Linked DNA regions of Xenopus laevis: region 2 is linked to region 1. The links are chromatin contacts, called in public Hi-C maps. All regions are on one chromosome and are shown on one strand. The core of a region is the stretch at or near the end of the contact, and the rest is flanking DNA. Distances in the headings are between cores, read along the strand shown. Region 1 overlaps vcan.L (versican L homeolog). Region 2 overlaps atp6ap1l.L (V-type proton ATPase subunit S1-like protein).

Region 1 (7,084 bases), core at 3,426-5,925:
GATATTGGCTCATGTGATATAGGTAAAGTGATTGTCAGTGATCATACCTCCTGTCTACCTATAGAAGCACGTTCTCCACTGAGTAACACTGGACTGAACGAGCTTTGATGCTAAATTTGATTGGTTCCTATGATTTCTTATTCTGGGTCCATTTTAATTTACTTTTTCCCTGTGACCCCCAATCTGTGCTCTGGCTGGGAACATTTCAGGTACTGTACGTCTAGAAGCAAATGGGTTGAATTATTATGCTGGAGACTTTCACCCCTATGGATAATATGTGCACAATCCCTTTCTGTTGTGCCAGCTGCTACAGCAGGGCTTCATAACCTTTCTCTGAATTTGTTTTTACTTCATTGTGCACCTAATGGCAACATGGAGACCTCTCTAAAAAGTATGGGGGCCGTTTTTTTTAAAGGAGAACTAAAGCATAACTAAAGAAGTAGGAATGTTGATGACCCAATATTCTTTGCAAGTATTGGGTTCACTGATATTATCATTGATGTCATTGTCCAATACAGAGAAACAGATGGTTTGCAGAACTATAGGCAGGTGTGCTCAGCTTCTCATACCAGTTGGCTATTCAAAAATTTGAATTTAAGGCCTGTTGAAGTCAAAACAGCCATGTTAGTATATTTTTGGTATCTCCTAGCAGTGACTGCCACAGAGCCAAAGCTAAGATGTCGCTTAGACATTATCTAAATTGATGATTGGCTGATAGAAACAGTATCCTTATTTCATTATTTATCCTAATCTACCACTAAATGCTCTCTGTAAATCTGATATGTATTTTGGAATTAGGCTATGCCATGTTGCTGCACTCAGAATTCTAAATGTGCTGATCCAACATACTTCTGATTTGTTTAAATATGTTATTATTATATCTATTATAAGTAATTCTAAAACAACTGGACTTGCTGAGTAATCCGAGCAGCTTCTTCGGTTTAACTGACTGGTGTGGGAAGTTCTCTTCATATAAACTCTTCCACTAATCCAATCACAATGGAAGCGTTTATATGCCGAGAACTTCCCACACCAGTCAGTTGAACTGAAGAAGCTGCTCGGATGAGAAGTAAAACGTCTTCAATGATTACTCAGCAAGTCCAGTTGTTTTAGAATTACTTATATTAGATAGAACATGACCTGGATGAATGAAAATCTTCATAGTCATGTTATTATTATCCAAAATGCTTGTGGGGACCTAGGTTTTCCGTATAAGGGATTTTTCTGTAATTTGGATCTCTGTACTTTGTCTACTAAAAAATAATTTAAACATTAAATTAAGTGTTGCCTCCAATAAGGATTAATTATATCTTAGTTGGGATCAAGTACAAGGTACTGTTTGATTATTACAGAGAAAAAAGGAGCCTATGGGAGATGGCCACCCTGTAATGTACTAAAATAATGATTTTTGAGTATGGCTTCCTTATAGCGTTCAATAATAGAGAAATAAAGGTACAAAGCTGAACAAGCCATTGTTGCTTTCTTTAAAGCTTCTTGAAGCTCTTTAATCCACCTTTTGAATGTCACCTTTGGTTGATGTCTTTAAGACAAGCAGAACATTAATGCAGTGTTTAAATGAGCCCAACGCCCTCTAATCTCTCCTGTTGAACTGGAATTCCCTTATAAGGTATTCGCAATATAACCATGTCCGAGGTACTATTTATAAAGCCCTTTAAAACGAGCTCAGCGCCCGTGAGATCTGAGTATACAAAGGGATATCCTCATAAACTGACTTTCTTGTCTACATCTTGGCTCCATTAATTGCCATTAAAGCAAACTCACCCCAGATGACATTAGAGGTTTAACATTTCATTCATTATGCTGTACAGGGGTTGTAACCAGCTTTATTTTTTTTTTAGTACCCAACTTAAGATTTTACAGGTTTAAAATCCAGAGGGGTTCAATTCTGGCCATCCAATCAGTAATTAACCTTCAGTGTGCAAGGCCAGCTTAAAGGAAAACTTAACCCCCAAAATTAATACTTAAGCAACAGATAGTTTATATTATATTAAGTGAGATATAAAAGAATCTTACCCAACTGGAATATATATTTAAGTAAATATTGCCGTTTTACATCTCTTGCCTTAAGCCACCATTTTGTGATGGTCTGTGTGCTGCCTCAGAGATGACCTGACCAGAAATACTGCAGCTCTAACTGTAACAGGAAGAAGTGTGGAAGTAATGACAGAACTTTGTCCGTTAATTGGCTCATGTGACCTAACATGTATGGTTTGTGTGCACCGTGATTCGTAGGATCCCAGGGGGCGGCCCTTAGTTCTTAAAATGGCAATTTTCGGTTTGTAATTACCTAATGGCACATACTACTAAAAAAGTATATTATTATGAAAATGGTTTATTTGCATGCTGGCAATTTGACATTGATATGATGATCTCAGTGACACAGTACAAGGAGAGGATTCAGGAGAGGACCTGGATCACATTTACTTTAGACTTTTCTGAGGTGTTAAAGCCCTACAGAAACAGCAGGGACCTTAGGACACTGGTACAAGGGGCAATTTCATGCATCCCTACATTAATGTAGTGATAGGAAACAGAATTCTCAAAGTTGACTCTCATTGACTTACGCATGCAAAGTGAATGCCCCCATAGTCATAAGCAATTACCACACAAGTGAATGGAGGCAAGAATTGTATCCCATGCCCAGAGGAGCTACTAATCCCTATATGGACAAAACACCCCGCGAGTTATTACCCTTGGGCAACAGTGGGATAAGAAAATATTCACGGAATGCATAATCCAAAATAGAAAGTATTGTTTTGTCATTATTTATTTTCTTTCTGCATTTCCAGCTTAAGACATACAAGCTAATATTTGTCTACTCTACATGGAACTGGCTTTTATGTTTCTGTGGTTTACTAATGCGCACGTTATGTGCCAAACTTTATTGGGCATAAGTGTTGGTGTTAAAGGGATCAAGGAGTCGACTCTGTACTAGGTCCCTTGCTTTTCAACTTGTTTATTAATGACCTGGAGGTGGGCATTGAAAGTACTGTTTCTATTTTTGCAGATGATACTAAATTGTGCAGAACTATAGGTTCCATGCAGGATGCGGCCACTTTGCAGAGTGATTTGTCTAAATTGGAAAACTGGGCAGCAAACTGGAAAATGAGGTTCAATGTTGATAAATGCAAGGTTATGCACTTTGGCAAAAATAATATAAATGCAAGTTATACACTAAATGGCAGTGTGTTAGGAGTTTCCTTAAACGAGAAGGATCTAGGGGTCTTTGTAGATAACACGTTGTCTAATTCTGGGCAGTGTCATTCTGTGGCTACTAAAGCAAATAAAGTTCTGTCTTGCATAAAAAAGGGCATTAACTCAAGGGATGAAAACATAATTATGCTTCTTTATAGGTCCCTGGTGAGGCCTCATCTGGAGTATGCAGTGCAGTTTTGGACTCCAGTCCTTAAGAGAGATATAAATGAGCTGGAGAGAGTGCAGAGACAAAGTGCAACTAAATTGGTTAGAGGGATGAAAGACTTAAATTATGAGGGTAGACTGTCAAGGTTGGGGTTGTTTTCTCTGGAAAAAAGGCGCTTGCGAGGGGACATGATTACACTTTACAAGTACATTAGAGGACATTATAGACAAATGGCAGGGGACATTTTTACCCATAAAGAGGATCACCGTACCAGAGGCCACCCCTTTAGACTAGAAGAAAAGAACTTTCATTTGAAGCAACGTAGGGGGTTCTTCACAGTCAGGACAGTGAGGTTGTGGAATGCACTGCCGGGTGATGTTGTGATGGCTGATTCAGTTAATACCTTTAAGAATGGCTTGGATGATTTTTTGGAAAGACATAATATCAAAGGCTATTATGATACTAAACTCTATAGTTAGTATAGGTATGGGTATATAGAATTTAATTAAAAGTAGGGAGGGGTGTATGTATGGATGCTGGGTTTTCATTTGGAGGGGTTGAACTTGATGAACTTTGTCTTGTTTCAACCCAATTTAACTATGTAACTATGTAAATATGTAAGGACTGAGGTGTAAGTCTGTTGTTGGTTGGAGCCCAAGCATCACAGAGCCTCTCATAGCTGTCCTCTGATATAATCTGTATGAATAAAATGGAAGCTCCAAATTAACTCTATTTGTTGAAATGACCAACTATTATGATTTTTAAATTGTGTGATTTGACTCCATGTTGCTGATCAAGCTGAGGACCTTATCGTGAGGTCATTATTTTGGCTAAATCAGTTGTTAGGGGTACACCGAGTGGAACCGATGATTTTAAAGTTTGTGAGCGGCCAAAAGAACACCCATTTTGTCTTAAGCTTATTTAAATGGAAAATTATCTCTGCAAATGATAAGCTGTCAGAGCTATTTTTGAACTGCAATATCTTTTGAATGAACCAACTTCCAGAAACGACAGTCCCTTTGCCTGGAAAGTTAGTAAATCTATCGGTTATAGTGTTCCGTGGTTATGCAGCCTGTGTATCCCAGCCATCAGACAGTATCAACTAAGCAAGCTACGACTTGAGCCAGTTGGCCTTGGGCTGTTTAGATTGTATCTGATGCACAAATAAAGAGGAAATGTGATCCTTAATGCAACTGAACTGAGAATTTGCCTGGTTGACTTAGCTCTGTATGCACAATTAATTCCTTGGCTTTACAAGGGAAAACATTAGTGGGAATGTGCACTCAATGGCTCTATAGTGAACAAAAGGAGAAAAGCTTTAGACGCTAGAGAAGGATTTAGACAATTTGCATTGCTTATCTGTGTCTATTTTGATCAGTTTTCTTTTAAAAAGACAGAAACAATTAAGAGTATTAGTATTTTCCCCGACTTGGAACCCAACTGTCAACCAGCATGACAGCCATCTCCCCCAATCTCCTAACATATACCACAGCGGAATGCTCAGTGTTCTGTATCCAGAACTTCTGACTTATCAGAACAATTTTATGACATGCAAATTATTCAATAAACATATCTGAAGTTGCGCATGAGTCACAAAACCGACAGCTGCAAAGCTGTTTATGATTCATTTGCGTAAAGTGAAATCCGACCCATATATTTATTATTTTTATCTTTAAAATCAGAACTAAGTATCCTAGCGGGAAAGCGGCCAACGTGTTGACAGAAGATTAAAAAAGGAGCATAAAGTGAATCTGTTCTGTTAAAGCTGTTTGGCATTAACCTTGGGAGAAACCAAAGGGGTAAAGCCGAGAGGTGTTCAGTGATGTAATGAGATGTGAAGCCATAAAGTGTCAGGCGTCAAGATGTGGAACAAACTAGTTGAATAAAAATCCAACATTCATGAATCCTTAAAATATCAACAAAAAATAGAGTTTGGAGGAAATAAAAAAGCTTATTTAATTATTTGGTACCGGAATGAGACCCATTATCTTGAAACCTGTTATCCAGAAAGCTCCAAATTAAGGAAAGGCCATCCTCTATAGACTGAATTTTATCCAAATAATCCAAATTTTTAAAAATGATTTCCTTTTTCTCTGTAGTGATAAAACAGTACAGTGTACTTGATCCAAACTAAGATATAATTGGTCCTTATTGAAAACCAGTCCATTGAGTTTATTAATGTTTAAATAATTTTGTAGTAGACTTTAATTATGAAGATCCCAATTATCGAAAGATCCATTATCCGGAAAACCCCAGGTCCCGAGCATTCTGGAAAACAGGTCCTAAAACGGTAGTACATTTTGCAAAATTAGTTGCTGGATCAATGAATTTCAGTTCTGACTCCATTGAAGTCAAACATTTGGACAGGGGCCCCCGTTAAGGGTAATGTCACACTGTGAGATTTGGGGAGAGTTAGTCGCCCGGCAACTAATTGCCTCTTCTTTGGGGCGACTAATCTCCCTGAACTGCTTCCGCTGCTGGAATGAAAAAACGTCTGCAGCATGGCACTTGCGGCGCTTCGTTTTCCTAAGTCGCCCGAAGTTTCCTCGTGAGGCAACTTCAGAAAACAAATCGATGCGAGTGCCATGCCGCAGGCGTTTTTTCATTCTAGCTGGTGGAATAAAGGGGAAATCAGTTCGGGGAGATTAGTCACCCCAAAGGAGAGGTGATTAGTCACCAGGGGACTAAATCTCCCAGAATCTCACAGTGTGACCTTACCCTAAGTCATAACAATATTAACAATAATACAGATATAGGAAATGGTAACTTTGAACCCATATAGTAAAAGCATCACACTCTAATGATAATGAACTGGAAGTGTCTGTCCCATACAAGACCAAGATTTATTTAGACATTTTGGTGGGGCTTAGTCTATTATGTAGTTTTATTTCTTTTTCACAAAAGAATAGAAAAACATCTATCAAGCTCAAACTTTTTATCTGAGTAAAACCAGCCTAACTGCTAGTTGATGCTGAAAATCTAAAGTTGTCTCCAAATTGCCTCCCAGGGAGGAAAGAAAAAATACTTTCTGGCTCACAAAGGGCAGTTGGACCAGTCCCTGTATCAAATTATTACTAAGTTCATATCCTGTGTTGGCCACCAGCGCCTTGTTTGAGCTGAGCCGTGTCAGTTGTATTTGTGATTAGAACACATACTTTAAGAGGTCTGGAATTTTAATTCATAATGATTTTTAATAACAAAATCTCACATCATTAGCATTACATCTGTGCGTGACTTGGGTAGACAATTTTGTAAAAACCTGCTAACGGGACTGATTCAACTAAATGTCGTGTCCCTTCTTTTCTTACAGCAATATGAAAACTGGAGGCCAAACCAACCAGACAGTTTCTTCTCTGCTGGCGAAGATTGTGTCGTTATTATTTGGCATGAAAATGGCCAGTGGAATGATGTACCATGCAACTACCATCTTACTTACACCTGCAAAAAGGGAACAGGTACAGTATTCCCATTCATTTGTCTATAGCAAAGCCATGAATAAATGACTATACTCTATTTCCAATCATTATACATCTGTTTTCAATAGCCTCTTTACCATTAGTAAAACTGTTCTTCTCAGAGGAGACCAACTAAATCAGGGGTTCCCAACTTTTTTTTACCCACAGGTCACGTTTAAATGTAAAAAAAAAAAGTTGGGGAGAAACATAAGCATGAAGAATGTTACAGGGGATTATTATTATTATT
Region 2 (7,084 bases), core at 1,556-4,055, 630 kb before region 1:
CCTAAAGTATGTGAAGCGGCACGTCACTGTGTGTCTATTGCTAACACCTTCAGCACAGGCAGCAGTATAGACCAAGTGGCAGATCATTTCACTAATGTGCCCAAATATTACTGCTAAGGCTTTGCGATTCCTATAATTTAATGTTAATGGTTCAAAGAATGTCGGGCTGAATGGTCGGCCCTCACACATTTTAACCTCACCAAATCTGGCCCTTGTTGCTTGTTTGGGCACCCCTGCTTTAAGTCTACTAGAAAATCATGTAAACATTAAGGGGGTTATTTACTAAAATCCAATTTTACCTCATTTTTTAATAAAGAAAGCTCAACCAAACTCCCATCCACGATTTTACCTTATTTATCATGAAAATAACTTGAAAAAAATCAGATCACTGAAAGACGCGAGCAAAAACCTGAATCGTACAATTTTTTCGGAGTTTTGTCTCGAATCGCTCAATTTTTTCAGGTTATCGCCCGACACCCAAACTTTTTCTGATTATCGCACTAAACCCAGCGTAGACCACAATATCTTCAAATTGGGATAGGGACATTTGTAGCATTGAGGTATAAAAAATTTTTGCCCCAAAAATCCCAACCAGAAAATAAACAAATAACCCCCTAAACAAAACCAACAGGCTGTTTTTTTTCCTATAAGGATTAATTATATCTTGGAGGCCTATTTATCAAAGTTCAGATTTTAGTGGTTCAAGAAACCATGACTAAACTCACAAACTGTAAAACTATGAATGTCATGACATTTATTAAAAGTTCAGAATAAAAAAATTACAAATGGAATATTACGCTGAATGATGAACAAAAAAATTACGAATACCTCGAAAACCTAAAAATTCATGTTTCCAGCAAAAGAAAATCTGAAAGTCCAAATTGAGTGCAGCTCCCATTGACTTCTATAGGACCCTGACAACTTTTACCTGGTGAAGTTTTGTATTATTAGTTTTGTAGTTTTTACAATTAATAAATCTCGAATTTTTTGAGTTTTTTTTTAAAAACTTTTTTAGAAATTTGTGGGAAAAACTAAATTCAATTGTTAGTAAATGAGCCCCTTAGTTTGGATCACGTACAAAATAAAGGTATAGGACCTGTTATCCAGAATGCTCGGGACCTTGGGGTTTCCGGTTAATGGATCTTTCAATAATTTGAATCTTCATACCTTGAGGCTACTAGAAAATCTTGTAAACATTAAATAAACCCAACAGACTGGTTTTGCTTCAATAAGGATTAATTATATCTTAGATTGGATCAAGTACAAGCTACTGTTTTATTATTACAGAGATAAGAAAATCATTTAAAAAATTATATTCAAAAATTGGATTATTTAGATAAAATGGAGTCTACGGGAGACAGCCTTCTCATAATTCGGAGCTCTCTGGATAACAGGTTTCTGATTATGGATCCCATACTTGTATGGTTTTATTATTACAGAGTAAAAGAAAATCATTTACAAAATGAAAATTGCATTATTTAGATAAAATTGAGTCATTGGGGCAAATTCACTAAGATGCGAAGTTGCGCCAGGCGCAACTTCGCCGCACTTCGCCAGGCGTAGTTTCGCCAGGGCTCCGCAAATTCACCAAAATCCGAAGTTGCGACAGGGGTAGCGAAAGGTTGCGAAGTTGCGCTAGCGTTGATTCGCTATATGAAGCGAAGTTGCGCTAGCGAAGGCCAATTTGCATACGGCGCGAAATTCAAATTTCAATGGAGGAACACGTATCTGCACTACAAATGCCTAGAAAACCTTCAAATCAGCACATAAAAATTTTATTTTGCCCTACACATGTGCCCACTGTCTAGGTAAGTTGCCATGAGTCAGGAAATGTAGGGGGGAAGGAGGGGAGCCCCAAAAAATGTTTTGATCTTTTTCAGCCTATCACCCATAATGTAGAAAACACGCCAGCGTTTTTTGGGACTTAGAAAAAATTTTGATTTTTTTTTAAACAATCCCTATCTACTCTATTGCGCTTCGCCAGGTCTGAGGTGGCAAAAGAAGTCTAGCGTAAAAGGTAGCGTTCAGTAGACTGCGCAAGTTAGTGAATTTGCGTAGTTTCGTCGCTAGCGAAAATTCGCCTGACGTAAGGTTGCGAAGTAACACTAGCGAAACTACGCCAGCGTTCGTTAGTGAATTTGCGCAGTAGCGAAAATGCCAAACGCTAGCGAATTAACGCTAGCGTTCGGCGCTTCGCGGCTTAGTGAATTTGCCCCTATGGGAGACAGCCTTCTCATAATTCGGGATAACGGGTTTCCGAGTATGGATGCAATACTTGTACTGTTTTATTATTACAGAGATGGATATTTGTTATTTGGATATAACAGAGTTTTTGGGAGATGGCCTTTCTGTAATTTGGAGCTTTCTGGATAATGGGTTTGCAGATAACAGATCCCATACCTGTTATATAGCAGTATGTAAAAAAAATCTAGTGTGTAAAGATTTCTGTCATCTTTTGGCATAATTTCTTTGAATGTCAGGGTTTGAATGCTGACTATTGTTTCCTACTCAGATACAGGCATTTCATGCAGAAGACGGCCATTTTGGCTCTGCTAGAGACTGCACGACCTACATGTCTCCTGCCATCCTTATGGGCCTTGTCATGTCCCTTGTTCTGCTGCTTGTCCTGGCCTATGCGCTCCACATGCTGATCCATTTGAAATCAATTGACAAACACTATCAAAGGAAACATTCTACCACCTACTTCCCCAAAACAAAAGACTATTCTCCCGAAGATGAGAGGGAGCCCCTAAGTGGCCGTCTACAAGAATGTTATGAACTGAGACAGCAGCAGCAGCAGCACAGCAAGCGTCACATGCAGCCGTCTACATCTGTTCCCTATTAGCACTAGAATTGACCATTGTTTCCCCTTTGTGTATTTCTGTTATTTTGATTTTGTATTAAACACAGTTTCCAAGAAATGACTCCCCAGAGACACAGCTTATAAAATAAACTCTTGAGCAACGCAGTAACTCTATAGAGACCACCAGCCCCAGCAAACCGTTGTGAAAGGGCAGTGAAATGATTTGGAGAAACGTCTCTTTAACATCGGGTTCCCAGTCGGTCTGGGGGATTTGTTTTCCTGAGAATAAAAAGGATGCAGCTGATAATAAACTTCATAAATTCTTAGTTCGTCGTTGGACATAGTGATATTTTTAAATTTATACCCCATGAATTAATAATTAAGTGAAACAATTAAAACCATCTTTTAGTAGGGACACAAGTTAGATAAGCAGAAGGAGCCGTCTTGGGGCATCAACTCATAGCAACCAATCATACATTTGAGTTTAATGTTTAATTACAATGGAGGAATCAAATACATTTTTGATTGGTTGTCTGGACATGAAAGGGCTCATTTACTTAACGCATCACATTTGTGGGCCCCAAGGCCAGAACTAGGAGGTGGCAGAAGAGGCACATGCCTAGGGCGCAACCATGGGGGAGAGGGGGGCTGGGCAGGTACCTTTTGAAGGGTCTTCTTTCTACTCCTAGTCCAGGGTCACTTGTTCCATCTGCTGCTTACCCCTCTTCAGGGGCGATTCTGAGACGGCCTTCTTTTGCAGCCCCCACCCCTCCCCACTGCACTAACCTTTACATTGCCGGAGAGGGCAGGGGCAGTCCACGTCGCTTAGTGCACAGAGCGCAATTGAGCTCTCTGCCCCAGAAGAGCCGAATTTCCGGGTTGAATACCGGAAATTCGTCTCTTAGTTACCAGGAGCACCATTTTTGCCTCCCCTGGCAACCAGGGGGGCGCTGCTGCCTGAGGCGAGTGTTTCAACTCGCCTCATTGGTGGAGCGCCCCTGCCCCTCTTGTCACTACAGCCCCCCCCCTATGTAACTGCACATGATCTTGCACGTTTGTGCGTGCTCACATGGGAGTTAGTGAGGTGGCCGGCTGGGTTGCCCAGGGTGCCCGGTTGACTTGGATCGCCCCTGGCCTCCAGTCATTTGTGTGAGAAATCCCATTCATTACAGCTACTTGTGTCAACATGTGTTCCTTGTACTTCTGCATTTCCTTCCTGCTTAGATTTGAGCCCTGCTGCACCCACTGATGCAGGGGGACCCTGGAGCTATTGCAACTTCTGAACCAGGCGGTGGTTTTAGTATTCCCAAATCACCCTACATCACTAAGAGCAGATGCACCAAAATATGTACATGTTTCACAGCAAATGTTGGTAATTACGTGGACTTGTGTTGAAGTGCAATTTTGTACGTTTTAACAGATCTGTCGCAATTCCATCAGACTCATCTCCCCTTGTCAACGGCAAAAATGCTGCATGGCCATTGCATCAAAAAGTTGAAAATTATAGGCGAGGAGGTAAATCACCGATGCCATGTAGCATTTTTAGTATGAAAGTATGGTGTAGTATGGGACCTGTTATCCAGAATGACCTAGGGTTTTCCAGATAAGGGATCTGCATACCTTAAGTCTACTAAAAAGCCATGTAAACATTGAGGGACAGATTTATTAAAGGTCGAAGTTAAAAATCAAATTAGAATTTTCGATTTTTTAATTTGAATTCAAATTTTGAGATTTACCATACCCTGGCCCTTTAAGAACTCAAATTCGACGATTCACCACCTTAAACCTGCCGAATTGCTGTATAAGTCAATGGGAGAGGTCCAGTGATCAATTTGGATATGTCTGCAACCTTCCTGACATTCGAGTTTTTTTAATTCAAATCAAATCCAATAAAATTCGTCCGAGCTGAGAAAATTCTATTTTATTAATAAATTGCGATTGGTCGAATTTCGAGTTTGTGGGAGTTTTAAAAAAACTCACATGAATTCGAAATTCGACCCTTGATAAATGTGCCTCTAAATAAACCCAAAAGGCTGGTTTTGTTTCCAATAAGAATTAATTATATCTTGTACTTGGTTGGGATCAAGTACAAGGTGCTGTCTTCTTATAACAGGGAAAAAGAAAATACATTTAAAAAATGATTTAATTAAAATTGAGTCTATAGTAGAAGGTCTTCCTGTAAAATGGAGCTTTCTGGATAATGTGTTTCCAGATAATGGATCCTATATCTGACAGATAAGCAGAGAACATTATAGAACCTCTAAATACATGTGTTATCTTAGTGACATGTTCTAAGCACACAGACACTGGGAGAAACCAGTTTAATATACTGTAATTTACTATATGCTGTACACTCCCATGCAAGGCAGGCATCTCCAGCGTTCATCTTCTGCAATGTATACTATTCTATGTTGCTTTAACCCTACCTCAGATGGGCTTTGATTCAATCAGGAGTGGCTTAGTGTGGGATTAATAAATATGGCAATATTATTGATGCACGGATGTAGCAACATCAAGTGATTCTGCACACTAAGGAGTTTATGATGCTAAACTGCACTCGTGCAGTTAAACTGGCCATAAAAATCTGCTTGTTTGGCAAAGTTGCATGCTGGGCCAAACTGGATGGATTCATCTACCTAACTGGCCCCTAGTCCTTGTCTAAAGGGATTTTTCAAACCTGCCCAATTGAGTTACTGATTAAAGGACATGTAAACCCCCTCCACAAAAATGTAATCAGTGAACAGCCTCTTTGAAATCTTTAGATAACTGCCATTCTGGTTGTTAAAAGGTTAACAGTAAGGCTGCAGCATCCCCTTAATCACTTATAAATTCTTCTCCCCCCCTCTGCCCCCTCCCTCAGGAATTTGCGTTGGCTGTTGGCTCATGAGCATGCTCAGTTCTTCTCAGCTCAGATTACTAAACACGCCCTTCAGTCTAACAGCCAATGAAGAGATAGCGTTCCCATAGAAACTCTAGCTGTCAGATACTATTTTTTTCTCCTAACCACCTCTCCTGAGCTCAGGTTAACCATTACAGTGCTCAACCCCAGCAGAACTTTTTATCAAAGTATGTTGTGCCTGTATAAATCTGCATTCTGCATTGCATAAAGTTTACATCATACGTGTCTCAATGTTACTGATGATGTCAGAGGAAAAATGGTCGCCGGGTGAAAGCTGCTATTTGTTTTAGGAAAATGTGATGGCGCTGGCAAATGGAGGGGGTATATACAGTACATGGGTGTGGAAGATATGCCCAACTTATATACATGATAGGAAAATGTAGGCTTTACATGTCCTTTAAGGGTCTGTGTATGTTCAGCTTTAGCCATAGCTGTCAATCAGACCCCTGCTTTCATTTCCTAACTACTAGCAGACTGTTCAAAGCTAATTGCTGATTGGTTGCTGTTGGCAGCTACACTAGTGCACTTTAGTACCTAAGTTCATAAATCAGCTCTTAAACGTTTTAAGTAAATAACACTGAGGGGCAGATTTACTAAGGGTCGAATTTCAAGGGTTAAAAAACCCTCGATTTCAACCCTCGAAGTAAAATCCTTCAAATTCGAATATCGAATTCTAAGGATGTACCGCAAAAACTTTAATTGAACGATCGAATAAAAATCGAACAATAAAATCCTTCGAATCGAACGATTTTAATCGATCGATCAAAGGATTTTTATTCAACCACAAACAACGTAGAAAAGTGCTGGGGAAGGTCCCCATAGGCTAACATTGAACCTCGGTAGGTTTAAACTGGCGAAGTATGTCGTCGAAGTATTTTTTAAAGAGACAGTACTTTGACTATCGAATAGTCGAACGATTTTTACTTCGAATCCTTCGAATCATTCAATTCGATAGAATTTGACCCATTCGATGGTCGAAGTACCCAAAAAAAACTTCGAAATTCGAATTTTTTTTCATTCGAATCCTTCACTCGAGCTTAGTAAGCCTGCCCCTGAATTTAAAGCACTGTCCTCCATATGTAAGAAACGGCAAGAACTTTGCTCAGGTGCTGTAACCTATAAGTGCACAGTAAATGCTACATGCTGATTGGTGGCTAGAGGTGGTAAGAACTTTAGCAAACTTTGAAAGAGGAGCCTCTCTTTTATCTTAAGAGCATCTCCTAATCCATATGATAAACATGGCATAGGCTGTTCTTGTTTTCAAAACAAAGACCGTGTTTATTTAAATTTGGTACTTTTTACTAAGTGATTTACTGCTCTGTAAAAAATATAGATCCTTTCAAATCTACCAAGCTCTTTTTCAAGCTGGAATGTCTTATTTT

What was found. Hi-C and Micro-C count contacts between places; a contact is called where the count stands out from the background.
Region 2: a Hi-C map of the XL177 cell line shows a contact between it and region 1, with 6 times the contacts expected there. The contact joins two enhancer-like sites. A contact is called at or near these places in 2 of 4 Hi-C or Micro-C datasets (the XL177 cell line and the XTC cell line).

What each region holds. Positions count from the first base shown.
Region 1 is chr1L:196,829,997-196,837,080 of Xenopus_laevis_v10.1, reverse strand. It overlaps vcan.L (versican L homeolog), which reads left to right. Exons shown (of 17, transcript NM_001110715.1): 15 at 6,693-6,837. Among protein-coding and RNA genes, the nearest start is that of vcan.L, 66 kb to the left of the region's middle. Within about 2 kb of position 4,675, at least 1 of the 7 cell types and tissues checked has an H3K27ac peak or open chromatin away from gene starts, as enhancers often do.
Region 2 is chr1L:197,456,977-197,464,060 of Xenopus_laevis_v10.1, reverse strand. It overlaps atp6ap1l.L (V-type proton ATPase subunit S1-like protein), which reads left to right. Exons shown (of 7, transcript XM_018264778.2): 7 at 2,513-3,163. The coding sequence ends at 2,845. Among protein-coding and RNA genes, the nearest start is that of atp6ap1l.L, 37 kb to the left of the region's middle. Within about 2 kb of position 2,805, at least 1 of the 7 cell types and tissues checked has an H3K27ac peak or open chromatin away from gene starts, as enhancers often do.